Regions from separate parts of the Mus musculus genome. Here region 1 is linked to region 2. A link is a contact called in public Hi-C data. All regions are on one chromosome and are shown on one strand. The core of a region is the stretch at or near the end of the contact, and the rest is flanking DNA. Distances in the headings are between cores, read along the strand shown.

Region 1 (7,630 bases), core at 3,059-5,558, 3.0 Mb after region 2:
ATATGACACAACCTAGAATCACGTGGGTAGAGTCTCAGTGTGGGGTTTCTAGACCAGACTGGCCTGTGGTGTGTCTGAAAGGACTGTCTTGATCATGCTAGGTGAGGTGGCACTATGGGTGGCACATTCCCTAGGCAGGGCAGTGCTGATCTGAGTTGAGTGCACACTCACAGGCATGCACACACTCATTCTCTCTGCACTTGACTGTGACTGACAGCTGCTCCAAGCTCCGGCTGCCATGACTTCCTCATAATGATGAACTAGACCCTCAAGTTGTGAGCAACCTTCCCCTAAATTGCTTCTGTCGGGTTCACCACAGTGAACAAAGCTAAAGCAAAAGCCAAAAAGGAGCCTGAGGTGGACAGCGTGGCTTCTGGGGTCAGCCTCTGACTTTCTGAAACAAGGCCGATGCTTGGGTGGAGTATGAAGCCGTGGCATGGTATCAAATGCACCTGACCTACACCACAGGACGGCCCAGGCGGCTCCATGGGCAAGCACATATGGAACGAGCATGAGGACCTAAGTCTGATCTGTGGAAGGAGAGACGGGCTTCAGGAAAGGATTACTTCGGCCCAAGCACACACACGCACACGCGCGCACACACACAGGCACTTCCAAGCAATTGAACTGAGGAGTGAGTACATTGCGCTCTATTCCAGGCTCAGGCCATCATTAATGACACATAAGGCTTTAAGGAGAAGGCTCGGCCACAGCTACGCGGTCAGGACAGAGCAGAAAGGACACCACACACCATGCACCCAGCACAAGAAAGGCACTGCAGAGAGGATACAGCTGCCAAGACTGCAGAAGCCAGGAAGGGAAAGGCCTTCACTTAGCATCTATTATGCACCAAAATGGGCCAGACTTATGTGTGGGCCAATGTGAGAGCGCACATGACACACACTGCCAATGCAAGGAGTGTGCGCCGTTCCACAGCCTGAAGACATTTCTCCTTTAAGAGCAAGGAGAGCCAGTCTGCTCCCTGCATCCCAGAGTTTCTGCTGAGTCAACGCATGGCAGCTAAAGCCTGTAACTGTACATGTGAGAGGCTAGGGCTGGGGCTGGGGCAGACGTCTGAGCCCCTAGGCTAGAGTGAATTCCAGGTCATCCCGAGCTACCAAGTCAGTCCTCTTGGAACTGAAGAGATGGCTCTGCTCCTGCAAACAAGCCCACCAACGTAACCTGGACCCCTGAGACCGCAGTGAGGAAGGAGAGAAGCGACTTCTACAAACTGTCCTCTGCCATGGCACAGGTGCACCTGCCATGGACACCAAATAAGATTCAAAGCATTTATCACTAAAAAGTAGGAGAGATAACCACCTGCTCCAAAAGACCTCTAATAATTAATTAGACATGGTGGCAAGTGGGGCAAGCTAGGTTATCGTTTTGTAACTAGAAAGTTCTCAGCACCACAAATCCAGACAAGGCTAGCTGACTGGACTGTGTTCCTCACACTGCTGAGGAACTGCACCTCCGGGGGAATATCTAGACCACAGGTGACTGGAAGAGATCGAGTCCCACTTATGGGAGTTCGGATCAGCCATCCTACCATTTCTGAGCCTTGTTTCCCCACGAGAACAGGTTTCATCTCTCTGGGGCCCCACTCCTCCACATCTTTACCTTGTGCTATGAACAACTGGGCGCACCAGATCTTGGTCTTCCTGGCGCAATGGTTTACAGCTGGGTTTGCCCAACAGGAGGTACTGGCAGAAGCATGGGGGGGGGGGAACATATCAGGTCTCCAGTCCCGCTGTGACTAGCACCCCTGGTTCTGCTCCCACACTTTATAGACAGTGACTGACTATTCATGCACCTTTGCTCAAACCATTCTAATCTGAATTCATCACCTACCCCTGCTAGCATACTGGATTATAAAGGAGTTATCACCAATAACAGATCAGGGACCGCTTTACTACCTGGGACCAGGCACTGGGGCCATAGTTACCATGGCAACTTCATTAGGCAGGAGTCATGGGCTATAATGATTATTTCACAGAAATTATTGCTCCTAATCTACAGTGGAAGCTGTTTAAAAAAAAAATCACTGAGGACACATGAGTATTAGTTGTTACCGAATTCCAAAAGGATGCAGCCTTGGCGATTAGGAACATTGGCTGCTCTTCTAAAGAAACCAGTTTTTAATTCCCAGCAACCACAGAACCCCTGACAACAGTCCCTAATTGCAATTGCAGTTCGAGGAGACCTGATGCTCTCTTCTGGTCTCTGCTCACACACCCATTCGGGGAAAACACTCATACACGTAAATTAAAAGGGAGTTGGGGGCGCTGGATATGGCAGCTCTGGCCTGGTAGGGGCGACAGAGGCAGGCATATCTCTGTGAGCTCCAGGCCAGCCTGGTATACATAATGAGTTCCAAGGCAGTCAAAGCTACATACTGAGATCCTGCCTGAAACCCCGCCCCCACAAAAAAGAAAGAAAGAGGGAGAGAGAGACAGAGAGACAGAGAGAGAGAGAGTGAGTGAGTTGGGCCCTGGCCTTCAGACCAAAAGCCTCAACCTCTGCACTTCTATTACAGTCGCGTTCGTTTTTTTCGTTCTACACCACTTTTGACCACTATTACTATCCTTAAAGGAAAATAAGTTCCCCTCCGACTGTCAGACAGTTAAACCACTTGGTTAAGAGTGACAGTCCGGCCGGGCGTGGTGGCGCACGCCTTTAATCCCAGCACTTGGGCGGCAGAGGCAGGCGGATTTCTGAGTTCGAGGCCAGCCTGGTCTACAAAGTGAGTTCCAGGGCTACACAGAGAAACCCTGTCTCGGAAAAAAAAAAAAAAAAGAGTGACAGTCCGGGGCTGGAGAGATGGCTCCGCCGCCACACCTGATGACCAAGAGTTCAATCCCCGGAACACACATGGTTAAAAGACAACCGTGTCCACGCAGGCATACAAGCACAAGTTTAAAATAAGAAGAAAAAAAAGAGAGAGTAAAAGCTTAAAAAGATAAACACTCTCAGGTGCGGTGGCACCTTGTGCAGGAGCCCCCTCAACGAGCCTCAGTTTCCCGGGGAAACCGGATTAAACACTATTCAATGGAATACTTTAGGGACGCCCTGGGCGCGCACTGAGCCGGGGACGCGGGGACTCACGGTGGCTCACGGCGTCCCGGCGACCTCAGCGGTCTCCATAACCACGGAGGACCGAGGGGGCGGGCCGGGCCTGGGGACCCGAAGGGAGGAAGGGAGCCCGCCGCCGCCACCCAGGCCGGCCAACCTGCTCCTCCAGCCGCTCGATCTCCAGCTGGTTCTTCTCCTCCTCCTCGTCGTACTCCCACTCGTCCTCCCCGGCGGAGCTCTCGGCGGAGGAAGCCATGGCGTCCTCCTCATCCCCATCGCTCCCGCTCGCGCCTTCCCGCTGCAGGTCCCATCCGGGGCCCTTGGCCTCCGCCGCCTCCGCGGCCACAGCGCCGGACAGCACCTTCCGCTGCACACCGGCCGGCTTCGCCTCATCCTCTTCTCCCTCGGCCTCAGGCCCGGCCTGGGGCTCAACCTCCGGCTCGGACGCCGAAGATGCGGCCGTCGTCGCCATCTTGCGCAGCCCGCGACTCTCGGGTCTTCCCTCGCCCGCCGAAGCCCGGCGAGCATCGGGCTGTCCGCGGCGTCTGCCTGATCAAAACTCCGCTCGGCCACCAGCGGGAGCGTCGCGGACGGCCTCAGGGAGCAGGAAGCTGTGGAGAATCCACCGCTGATGCTATCCTTTAGCGCCTCCAGACGCCACCGTCAGAAGAAAAGGCTCACGAGCATAACCTGCGTCCGGCTACAACCGTGGACAGCTGTCGGGTCTTTGGGCCGGAAGTGGCAGCCACAGCTGAAGTGGTGCGTGCGTGATGTCCGTAGTTAAGGTCGAGGCGCCATCTTAGGAAGGTCAAAGTCGTCGCTTTGGACTAAAGACCTTCTGTAAGGCTCGGCCGGCTCCGGTGCGTGGTTGTTTCCCGGCAACCGACCCTCAAGTGCGGACAAGATTGCAGTTCCTCCGCGATCGGATGCACCATCTCATGGGAAAAGTCTCATCTCTCGAATAAAGCTCCCTCCCCTTTGTAACACCTAGTACCTCGTAGTTGTGTTAAACGAGTCGCTTTTGTGGATTTTTATAGTCAATGATAATACATTACAATAAGTATTGATTCGGAATGATGTGCATGGCGGTAAAACAAACGTAGGTGTCGAGGGATGGGGTTCGTTTCTCTTATACCCCTCGTTCTCGAGGTCGGAAAAGCGTTGCTGTTTCCCTCTGCACTGCCTTTCCCCTTCATCAACAAGGTTAACGAGCCAGAAATCGCGTCCGTTTTGCTCCCAGGATTTTTTTTTTTTTTTTTTTTTTAGTGACACCTAGAGTACACTTAATATGCATTTGCTCCATGGGTGAAACGGCTACCTCGGAATTAGTAAAAAAAAAAAAAAAAAAAAAAAAGGAAGAAAGAGAGAGAGAAAGAAAGAAAAGGAACTCCACAGCCTGAACAAAAGTCTACCAGGGACGTATGCATGATCGAATCATAAACACGCCTGAAACCGAGCATCCCCACGCCCATCGCAGCACCAGACAACCTTGCACGCCGCTTCGGACCTTCCCGCTCTGCGCCTGGCCACGCCCCTTCCGAGGGCGCGGTCAGAGGGGGCGTAGCCGGGCCGAGACGCCAGCGCAAGCGCCGAGCTGCGGTGACGTCGAACGGGCGCGCCATCCCTCCGGCGTCGCCGAGGTCGACGCAGCTCAAGCCGGCAGGATGGCGGCGGCCACGGGAGCTGGCCGTCTGAGGCGGGCGGCGTCGGCGCTGCTGCTGCGGAGCCCGCGCCTGCCCGCCCGGGAGCTGTCGGCTCCGGCCAGGCTCTACCACAAGAAGGTATGGGCGGGCGAGGGGGTGCGCGAACCATCGAGGGGACCTGCCGCCGTTGCGCAGATCACCAGCACCGAGGAGCCCCGCGGCCGCCTCTGCCCCGCCGCGGCCGTCACTCCGAGTGTCCCAAGGCTGACAGCCCAGAAGGGAGGGTCCGGGTATGTCGTGCCGGGGGTCAAGGGGCAGCACGCACACACACACACACACACACACACACACACACGCATGCTTGAGCACACTCGACAGCACCAGCGTCCTCCCCAGCTAAGCCATTGCCCTGGCCAGATGGCCTTGATCAAGTCACTGGTCCCCTCCCATCCTTTCTCTCAGACCTGACAGGAGTCTTCTGAAGTCCCCGTACGTGGAGCGCTCGGTCCAACCAAGGGAAACCACTGATGGCGATTTATTTACTCTTTTAGGAGCCGATGGCCTCGAGCTCAGCCAAGCACCTAGCCCAACATTAAAACTTCGGTTCTCAGTTGTGTGTTTATTGGTAGGGAGCAGAAAGTATAGAAGAAGAGTAGTTTGCGGGCCCCCACGCTTTTAGGGACGTTAAAATCCTCTTGACAGGAGACTCACTCCGAAAAACAAGGCTACCGCAGATGTACAAGACACTCCCTCCCCCCCCCCCCAAAGTCCTTGATTAGATGATGCGTTATGGGGGCTCAGGGCTTAGACTCAATCTGCAGATGAGGGTGCCTCCTGGTAACTAGCGGGAGAAAGCTCGGTTATTAAATCTTAGTGTGTCCCTGACTTTAACAGCTGCTTGTTCTGTTCTGGCTTGGGTGCTCTTGCCCAAGGCCTTCTACCCCAAAGGGAAGGTTGTTTTGTTGACATTATAGCTGCAGGACCTTGACGGGCTGGCAGCCTTAAGGCACCAGGGGGCGCTCCTGCCACAGGGTAGCGCTGTGTTTATGTTTACAGCCACCAATGACTCGTTCGTTCCCCAACCTCCAGCTCATCTCTGACCTTGAAACTTCTGGGGAACTCTTCCATTTGGGGCTGTTTTTATTCTCGGGATTTTTTGTAAGTGCATACTTCTCTTTGTGTATTGTGTTTGGTAAAAAAGAGAAGTTGTGCTTTGAGCCCAGATCTGGTACAGTGTGTGAGTCAGGGGATTACTTCTGGTTGACAGCCCCCTGAAAGGAAGATGTGTCTGAGTTTTCACCGGTTTCTTGGACAGTATCTTCGATACAAAGGTCGTTGGGGAGGAGATAGAAAGAGTTTGGGTCACACATGGGTCTCCCACCTCTGTCCCATACAGATTGCTGATCTGAGAGAGAGAGTAAAGACCGTAGCGATTTCTGTTGATCTGCCATTTCAGGTTGTGGATCATTATGAAAACCCTCGGAACGTGGGATCCCTTGACAAGACATCTAAAAATGTTGGAACCGGATTGGTGGGGGCTCCGGCATGTGGTGACGTCATGAAACTGCAGGTACTGACTGGGTGAAAGGATTACTACCTGCACCCCAACAAGACCTCACAAAGCATTTTTGTCCTGTCTGTGTATTCCTGTGAGGAGGGATCAGTGGCTGACATGGATGATGAGGGTAGAGACTCGGGTCTCGTTCTGAAACAGATGACCTTATCTTCCACCTCACTGATCAGTGTAGATCCTGCTCTCACCGAGCAATCGAAAGACTCTGTGACTGTTCTGACCAAGTGAAGGCCACCAGGAGCTAGCGCTTTCAGTGAGAAAAGGAATATTGTGTTAACCAAACCTCTCCAGGAAAAGGAAGCGGGGCAGAGGGAGGTGGCAGGCTGTGCTTCAGTCAGCCATAGCTTTAGCTCAGCCTCCTTCATGGCAAGCAGGAAAGAGCCGCTAATTATAGTTGGTGCCCCAGAGAAAGGTACTGATGGAGCCATGGTTGCAGGTAATCTCTCTCTGTCTCTTTCTGTCTCTCTGTCTCTGTCTCTCTGTCTCTCTCTCTCTCTCTCTCTCTCTCTCTCTCTGCGCCTGAGGTGCTAACAGGGGCAGCAGCTGTAAACAGATCTCTGCAAAACAGGAGTTCACATACAGCGGGCTAGGGCTGAAAACAACCAAGTGGGGTGAGGGGCACCATTTCCCTACCTTTGTGCCAGCTGGACCTGTGTGGACCCCAAGTTTCACTCTCTGTCACCAAGCTCTGTGAAACAAATCACGGTGACCAATGTCACAGCATCTGGAGTGGACACTAGCCAGGGCTCATGTGGAACACACACTGTGGACCTCCAGAAGGTCCCAGCTCTCAAGGACAGGTCCAGCTGTGGCCGCTTAGCTTCTGTTTCCTTTCTAGATCCAGGTGGATGAAAAGGGGAAGATTGTGGACGCCAGATTCAAAACATTTGGCTGCGGCTCCGCCATTGCCTCCAGCTCCTTAGCCACAGAGTGGGTAAAGGGGAAAACGGTAAGACCACTCACAAGTGTCATAAAGCTATTTAATCCCGGAGCAGTAAAGCCCAACAGAGGCAGAAGGAGCTCTGTGAGTTCTAGGCCAGCACGGGATACGTAAGGAGACCTGTCTCAACAAAAAACATGGAATTAAATCAGAACTCCCTGTGACCCTGGCTCTGGGAGAGTCTACTCATGAGTCGCAGCAAAGCAAGAAGCAGGAAGATAAAGATGGTGACTTCAAAGCCTGCCTGGGACACCCAGCAGGAACTCAAAAAAAAAAAAAAAAAAAGAAAAGAAAAGAAAAGAAAAGAAAAAAGCCAGTTTTTTAAGCCCTGGTTACATTCCTCACGCTGGGAGTTCAAGGCCATCTTGTTGCTTAAGGCAACGTGTCAGTCGCTGCTGTCAC
Region 2 (7,604 bases), core at 5,083-7,582:
GTAACTACTGAAGAGATTACACTGACACAAGAGGAAAGGTACCCTAAAGGCAAGACGTTATGAGTGTGGGCTGGAGAGATGGTTCAGCTCTCACTGAGGACCAAGTTTGATTCCCATACCCACAACTCCAGTAACTCTAGTTCCAGGTAAATGTGATGCCTCGTCTCCATAGGTACTTGCATACATACACAACTTTAAAATAATAAAAATAAATCCTAAAATAAAAACTTCATTAATGTTTCCATAATATAAAAATATAAACTCATTTGAAAACCTCTCTTCTTTTCTTTTTCAAGACATGGTTTTGCAGTGGGAATTTTGGTTTCTTTAAAAACCCAGTTATGTTACATGAATATGTTTTTGTTTTAATCCCAGGTGTGGGATAAGAAGCTATTTCACAGCAGATGATTATGATTTGCCAGTTTACTAGCAAGGGCATGATTTTTGCCAGCTGGGATTCACAGCTATGAGGTTTACCTTAATTCTGGGGTCCGTGTTCTGGAGAGGGTATAAATGGGAGAGCTACCAGAGGGCCTGTATTGCTGTTTGGAGATATACTGATAACAAAGAGTGGACTTGCCCCTAGGAGCCCAAGTCCCTTATCAGCAGGAGTATCTAAAGAGGTCTATGCCACCTTTCCCCTCTAACCATCTTTCTCTCCTACCTACTGTTGGGGGGCTGGAAGGGATAAGGTGGAATAAGGGTTGGGAGAGAAGTAGAGATATAAGAACCCAATAAAGTAGCCCAAACAAGTACACCAAATAGGGTTTCTCAGTGTAGCTCTGGCTGTCCTGAAAGTCCACCTGTAAAACAGGCTGGCCTCAATCTTAGAGATCCACCTGCTTCTGCCTCCCAAGTGCTGGGATTAAAGGCCTACACCACCAAGAATGTTAAATGCAGAAATGGTGGTACATACATGTAGTCTAAGTACGTGGAGCAAAAGCAGTAGTGCCACAAATGGGAGGTTAGCCTGGTCCATACAGCAAGTTCCAGATCAGCTAGACTCTGTTAGTAAACAGACAGTCTCTGAAGAACCTAATCAGGGCATGTAAACAAAGGCATACAATGGATATATCTGGTAGCACAACTTGGCATTACCCATGCACGGTTTTGCAGGCATGCAAAAGTATGGTAAGAGTTAAGGGTCAAAGAGGCTTGATCCAAGGTTCCAGAAAATAAGCGGACAAAAGAAGCAATGTATAGCATGCAAAGTCAGATTTATGTTAAGAACCTGAGATTCCTTCATGAAGCTGTGAAAGGTAAACCTGAGTTGCAAAAGCAATTCTAGGATCTTGAAGATACCCAAGCTGCAGGCACCACCAAATGGAGCTGGCCCAAGAAGGAGTCCACATGTGCTGCATGTAAAGGCTGACCAAACCTGTTGAAACCCACATGGTAAAAGTCCAGATGCTAGGGCTGGAGAGATGGCTCAGCGGTTAAGAGCACTGACTGCTCTTACAAAAGTCCTGAGTTCAAATTCCAGCAACCACATGGTGGCTCACAACCACCTGTAATGAGATCTGATGCCCTCTTCTGGTGTGTCTGAAGACAGCTACAGTGTACTTAGATATAATAAATCTTTGGGCCGGAGCAAACGGGGTGGCTGGAGCAAGCAGGGGCAGAGCAAGCAGAGGTCCTGAATTCAATTCCCAGCAACCACATGATGGCTCACAACTATCTGTACAGCCACAGTGTACTCATATACATAAAAATAAATAAAAAACTCCATATGCTAAATATGAAACTACAGGTTTGGTATTTGCTCTGCTGAGCTTCAGTCTTGTTTCAGTCTGGTATTTCTTAGCTATCTTCCTATTCTTCCATTTTAGAACAGCAATGTTTTTACTGTGTGTATATTTGGAAGTACTTAACTTTATTTATTTATTTATTTATTTATTTATTTTTGGTTTTTTGAGACAGGGTTTCTCTGTGTAGCCCTGGCTGTCCTGGAACTCACTTTGTAGATCAGGCTGGCCTCGAACTTAGAAATCCTCCTGCTTCTGCCTCCCAAGTGTTGGAATTAAAGGCATGTGCCACCACTGCCTGGCTTATTTTTTTATTTTTAACAAGAGTTCACAGCTATGAGTTTGCCTTAAGTCTCAAAATACTCTTTGAACTTTTAAACAGTACTGGGATGGCTAAAACCATGGGGATGTGTATAGCTGGAGAATATATCCTGCATCATAAAATGTCCTAAGTCTATGGGACCAAAGACAGAATGTTATAAATATTAAAATGCCTTCCACACCCATGTGTTTAATAAACATCTGGTCTCCAACTGGTAACACTGTTTTAGGAGATTTTGGGATCTTCAGGAGATATTACCTAGCTAGCAGAAGTAGATTGCTGAGTAGACCTTGAAGGTGGTACCTCCACTTCTAACTACATCCCAAGCTCTGTGCTCTCTTAAGTTACTTCTGATTATTTCCTTACAGCACTGTATAATGGCTTATTTCACTTTACAAACGGTCTCTAAACTCCTCATTCTCCTTATAACTGAATCATCCACTGGGGTATATGCATACAGACACCACATCCTTTCCCACTCAGTCCCAGATGACCACCTAAGTTGATTCTGTATCTTGGATATTGTGATCAGTGCTGAAAGAAACAAGGTTGTGCATGTGTCTCTTCTGTATACTGACTACATTTCCCTTGGATATATACCTAAGAATGGGATTGCTCAGTCAAAAAAGTAGCTTCACTTTTTAGTATTTTTGGTTTCTCCCATTCTGGATCCACTTTAGCACTATTAATTTACATTCCAACTATATATCACAGGCTCGCCAACATGTTACTGTCTTTTGTTAACTGTCAGTTTAACTGGGATGAGATAACATCTAACTATGATTTTAATTTACATGCCCCAGTAATCCATTTAACTCAGTTTAAATTCTAACTTTATTTTTATATATTTCCTTCAAGACATGACTTCACTATGTAGCACCTGGCTAGCCTCAAACTCATAGAGATGAACCTGTTTCTGCTTCCCAAGCATGGACCACAGTGTCCTGATAAATTCTAATTTTAGTTCAACCTCTACAAGACACACACACACACACACTCCCTGAAAGCCAGAACATGTGGAATTGGTACTTAGAGAAATGGCCACAGAAAATCATGAAGGGAAAGGCTTACCTGACCAGTGAACTGTTTTATCACAACTCCCACTGGCCCACCACACAGAGCAGGTTTTGGGGTTAGCACTTGCTATGGCCAGTATTGCTTAACTGGTCTCCATCTTATATAAAAGACAACTCAATGAGAGCCAGAACCCAACTGGGGCTCAACCTCCAAAGCAGAACAGTGGCAGCTACACTAAAAGGTCTTCTATCACCCAATCACTGAGGTCTAGCTTCTCTCCTCCTCCCCGACAAAGAACCCTCACATTTCAAAATTCTTCCTTCAACCTGAGACCCACGTTCAAGAACACTTTCCATACCCAAATAATTCATTTGAAAGACACCAAAAACTAACACCCTTTACTAAGGGTGTTAAAACATCAAATGTTTAAGAATAAGGGGTATGGATAACTCAGTGGTTAAGTGCTTGCTTTGCATGTGGAGGAACTTGAATTTGATCCCCAGTTCCACACACATTAACAAAAATTAAACATATCAAAAATGAAGCGTTCAGCCAAGTAGGGCAGCACATACCTGTCTATAATGGAAGTACTCAGAAGGCAGAGGCAAGAGGATCACAGGTTCAAGTTGAGGATAGGTCTACATAGTTCAAGGCCACCTATGGCTCACCAACCAAAAAAATAAATAAATACAAATAAAAAAGATAATGCTTCTACTTGTTTGCTAACAGCCTCAAGAAACTCATGGACAGGGGCTAATAAAAAGATGGCTCAGCAGTTAAGAGCACTGCCTGCTCGTCTAGAAGGCATGGGTTTAATTCCCACCACCAACATGGTGACTTACAATCCTCTGTAACTCCAGTTCCAGGGTATCTGATTCCCTCTTCTGGCCTCTGTGGGCATCAGGCACCCAAGTGGCACAGAGATATACATGTAGGCAAAACACCTATACACACAAAATAAAAAAAAAAAACAGGGTTGAAGAAACAGCCCAGGAGTCAAGAGCATATGTGCTCTTCAAGAGGATCTGAGTTTGAATCCCAACACCCATGCTGGGTAGCTCATAACCACCAGAAGATCAGACACCCTCCTGTCTCGTCAGGCACACAAGGCAGACAGAGACATACACACACAGAATATAAACATATACAAACACATCACACACACACATACACATACACACACACACACACACACATTTTTTTTTTTAATTTTATGGACAGCCAGAACAAAGCCTTCAGAAACAGGGGCGCCTAATCACTGGAGAGGCGATGACCAAAAGGCTAAGTAAAGATGCTACAGAAAATGGAGGAAATGGTGACTGAGAGCACACAAAAAATTCCCTCCCACCCAGGAATACAAGGCAGCTGAGAGCTGAAAGAGTTAACTGGAGGGGAAGATTAACCCAAGGAAAGGTTACTATGTAGTTGTAAATAAGGTGGCCAGAAAACAACAGACAGCCATTCTGAGGAATGCTATGTTATGACCTTGAGTGGGCCACAAAGAGCAACCCAACACAGAAGCCAAAACACCAGTAAATGCCTCACAGGGACAACAGTATCAACAACATTATGAGGCAGTTATTGTACTGTTGGATGATCATGGTACCTACACAACTTAAAACAGTTTCATTAGATAATGCCAAACGTTTTTTTAAAGTTAGAAGAATACAATAAAAGGAAATAATGACACTTTCGATATTAGGCTATCTTGAGATTTTAAACATTTGGTGGGGAGGAAGATGTGGAGTAGACCTTCAATCCTTTAGTACTCAGGTGGCAGAGGCAGGTAGATCTCTTTTGAGTTCGAGGTCAGCCTGTTTCAGGACAGCCAGAACTACTCAGTGAGACCATGTGTTTTTTGTTTTTTTGGGTTTTTTAAAATATATAAATAAATTAAGGGGGTTAGAGGGGGCTGGGCACTGCAGCAGGAACCAGCACTCCCAGATACGCAAGAGACTGAGGTAGGAAGATAACCTGAGGCCAGGATCTGAGGCCAGCCTGGGACACAAAGATTCCTCTCAATGGCAAGTAAATAAAAACAGCCAGGCATGATGTCTCACACCTGCAAACCCAGTATCAAGGTGGAGGCATCTGGATTGCTAAGAATTACAGACCAGCTTGGACTACTTAATGAGTCTAGTCCAGGCTGATTCGGACTTCCATGAGACTTTTTGTCTCAGAAAACCTAAATACGTAAAAAGAAGATTTAAAGTTAACATGTGGTTTGCCTTGTGGCCATCCAAATTGTATAATTCATATTCATTCATTCATTTTCTCTCTCTCTCTCTCTCACACACACACACACACACACACACACACACACACACCCAGGTACAAGAATCGCGGATCTTCGTGAGCTCAAGGCCAGCCTGGTCTAAATGGCGAGTTAAAAGGCCAGCCAAGGCTCCAGGGTAAGACCCTGACTTAAAATGGAAAAGCGAAACAAAACCAAAACCGAAACAAAACAAGGACCGTTTTTGCCACACGTATAATCGAGAGCACAAGTGACAAGTGCCAGGGATGAGCGCAACCCCCAATTCCAAGTCGCGGTGCTCCAGGATACTGGACCTAGGGACAGACCTGCGGAGACAGCGGCTCGGCGGCTGATGGTACACCTCCGAGCCCCGGCCCGGGGAGCTCTGCCAGATCCCCGGCGTCCTTCCCGCTCTGTCTCCGCTCAAGGCTCTACGTCGCGAAAGGAAGCCCCGCGCGCCGCGGACCAACGGTGCCGCGGGCGTTAAGAGCCCCGCCTTCCCGAGCGCTCGGAAACGGCCGCGCGCCTGCCCAGAAAGAACGGCGCACTCGAGAGCGCTGACCAGAGAAGGGCCTTGCTGAGGCCGGACCACGCGCCGAGCCACCGACCGGTCCCCTCTCAGCGCCGCCCGGCCCCTCGGCCCCGCCCGCCCACGACAAAGCGCCGCCGCGGCCTGGGCCCGCCGCGACGCCAGCAGCAGCAGCACCGCTAAACACAACCGCTCGGCACGCCGCCGTTGCCGCCTACCACCCACCGTCCCGCCTCTCACCCGCTGACGCTATCCCGTTCGCTTGCACCGCGAGCAAAAGCCGCGCTCCGCCGCGTCAGGACAGCCGGGAGGCTCGAGCGCGCCGCAGCCGCTCGGCACATCCGGGTCCACGGGCACAGGAAGTAGCAGCGCCGGTGCTACGGCGCGCGGCGAGGGACTAACGGTACCTATCCTGTAGGGCCGCTCGCAGCCGCGCGGGGTCGCCTGAAGCTGAGGCGCTGCTGACGGCGGAGGCAGGACCGAAGCGGCTTCTTAAGCAGGCGGTTAGGGGCGGAGCTGTATGCAGGAGGTGCGTTGGGCGGAGTTTGGAGAGCGGAGAGCCACCTCAGGGCCGCCTCCGAAAGGCCTCATCCGTACGAGGCGGGACCGCTTCGGACAGGACGAGGGGAGTCGGCGCACGCGCAGGGAAGGGCTGGGGGGGCTGAGGCGGTGCACGCGGGCTGGGGCGTGGCCTCATGGGTACAAGGCGGAGCCTCAGGCCTCGGGGAAGTTCCGGTAGACTCGGGAAGGGGCGTGGCCTCGTCAGTTGGGGGCGGACCCCGAGTTTCACTCAGTTACGCCACCTGGCGACTCGCTCCAGCGGGGGAGGCTGTTTAGGAAAGCTCGAGCGGACCTGATCGCATCCTCTGGGTGTGCTCCGCCTCCGTGGGAAATAGGGGACTAGCCCTATGAACAAAAAGGCGCCTGAGGCGCAGTGAGCAGAAGTCTGAAAATACATCCAGCATCATTAGACATCACAGAAATGCAAAAGAAACCACGACCCAAGAGGAGGTAAGATTGTAGTACGAGTTTGAAAAAGATTTTATATATATATTTTTTGTTGTTGTTGTTTTGTTTTGTTGTTTTGTTTTGTTTTGAGACAGGGTTTCTCGGTGCAGCCCTAGCTGTCCTGGAACTCACTCTGCAGACCAGGCTGGCCTCAAACTCAGAAATCCACCTGCCTCTGCCTCCCAAATGCTGGGATTAAATAAAGGCATGCACCACCACTGCCCAACAAAAGATTATAATTTTAAAAACACTATAAAAAAAAGGAAGAAATTAACTGAGCTTCGTGGCACAAGCTTGTAATTCAGTGGATCTCAGCCTATGGGTCACATATAAGATATCCGGCATGTCAGATATTTATTTCCATTACAACTTATAGCAGTAGCAAAATTACAGTTATGAAGTACCAATGAAATATGGTTGGGGGTCACCACAACATAAGGAGCTGTATTAAAGAGTCACAGCATCAGAATGTTTGAGAACCACTGCTATAATCCCAGAACTTGAGGCTGAAGCAGCAAGATCTGGGGTTCATGCTGGCTTCATCCATTCATCATGTTTGAGGCTGTCCTGGAATACATGAGACCCCATCTCAAAATAAAAAACAGGAGGGAAATGTGTTAGGAAGGAGCCAGTGGAAGTTGTAGGGAATAAGGGGAAATGAAGAGAAGGTGGATATGACCAAAACATACATGCATGAAACTCTAAAATAAAGGATCTTTTTAAAAGCTC

Evidence for each region. A called contact is a pair of places that touch in the nucleus more often than the background predicts.
Region 1: a Hi-C map of CD4 T cells shows a contact between it and region 2, with 7 times the contacts expected there. The contact joins the promoter of Sart3 here to the promoter of Ep400 in region 2.

Annotation. Positions count from the first base shown.
Region 1 is chr5:113,768,092-113,775,721 of GRCm38.p6, forward strand. It overlaps Sart3 (squamous cell carcinoma antigen recognized by T cells 3), which reads right to left and starts at 4,309. Exons shown (of 19, transcript NM_016926.2): 1 at 3,230-4,309. The coding sequence starts at 3,544. It overlaps Iscu (iron-sulfur cluster assembly enzyme), which reads left to right and starts at 4,710. Exons shown (of 5, transcript NM_025526.5): 1 at 4,710-4,853; 2 at 6,172-6,285; 3 at 7,127-7,237. The coding sequence starts at 4,737.
Region 2 is chr5:110,764,385-110,771,988 of GRCm38.p6, forward strand. Ep400 (E1A binding protein p400) reads right to left here and starts at 6,333. Exons shown (of 52, transcript NM_029337.2): 1 at 6,108-6,333. It overlaps Gm15559 (predicted gene 15559), which reads left to right and starts at 6,565. Exons shown (of 2, transcript NR_152254.1): 1 at 6,565-6,878.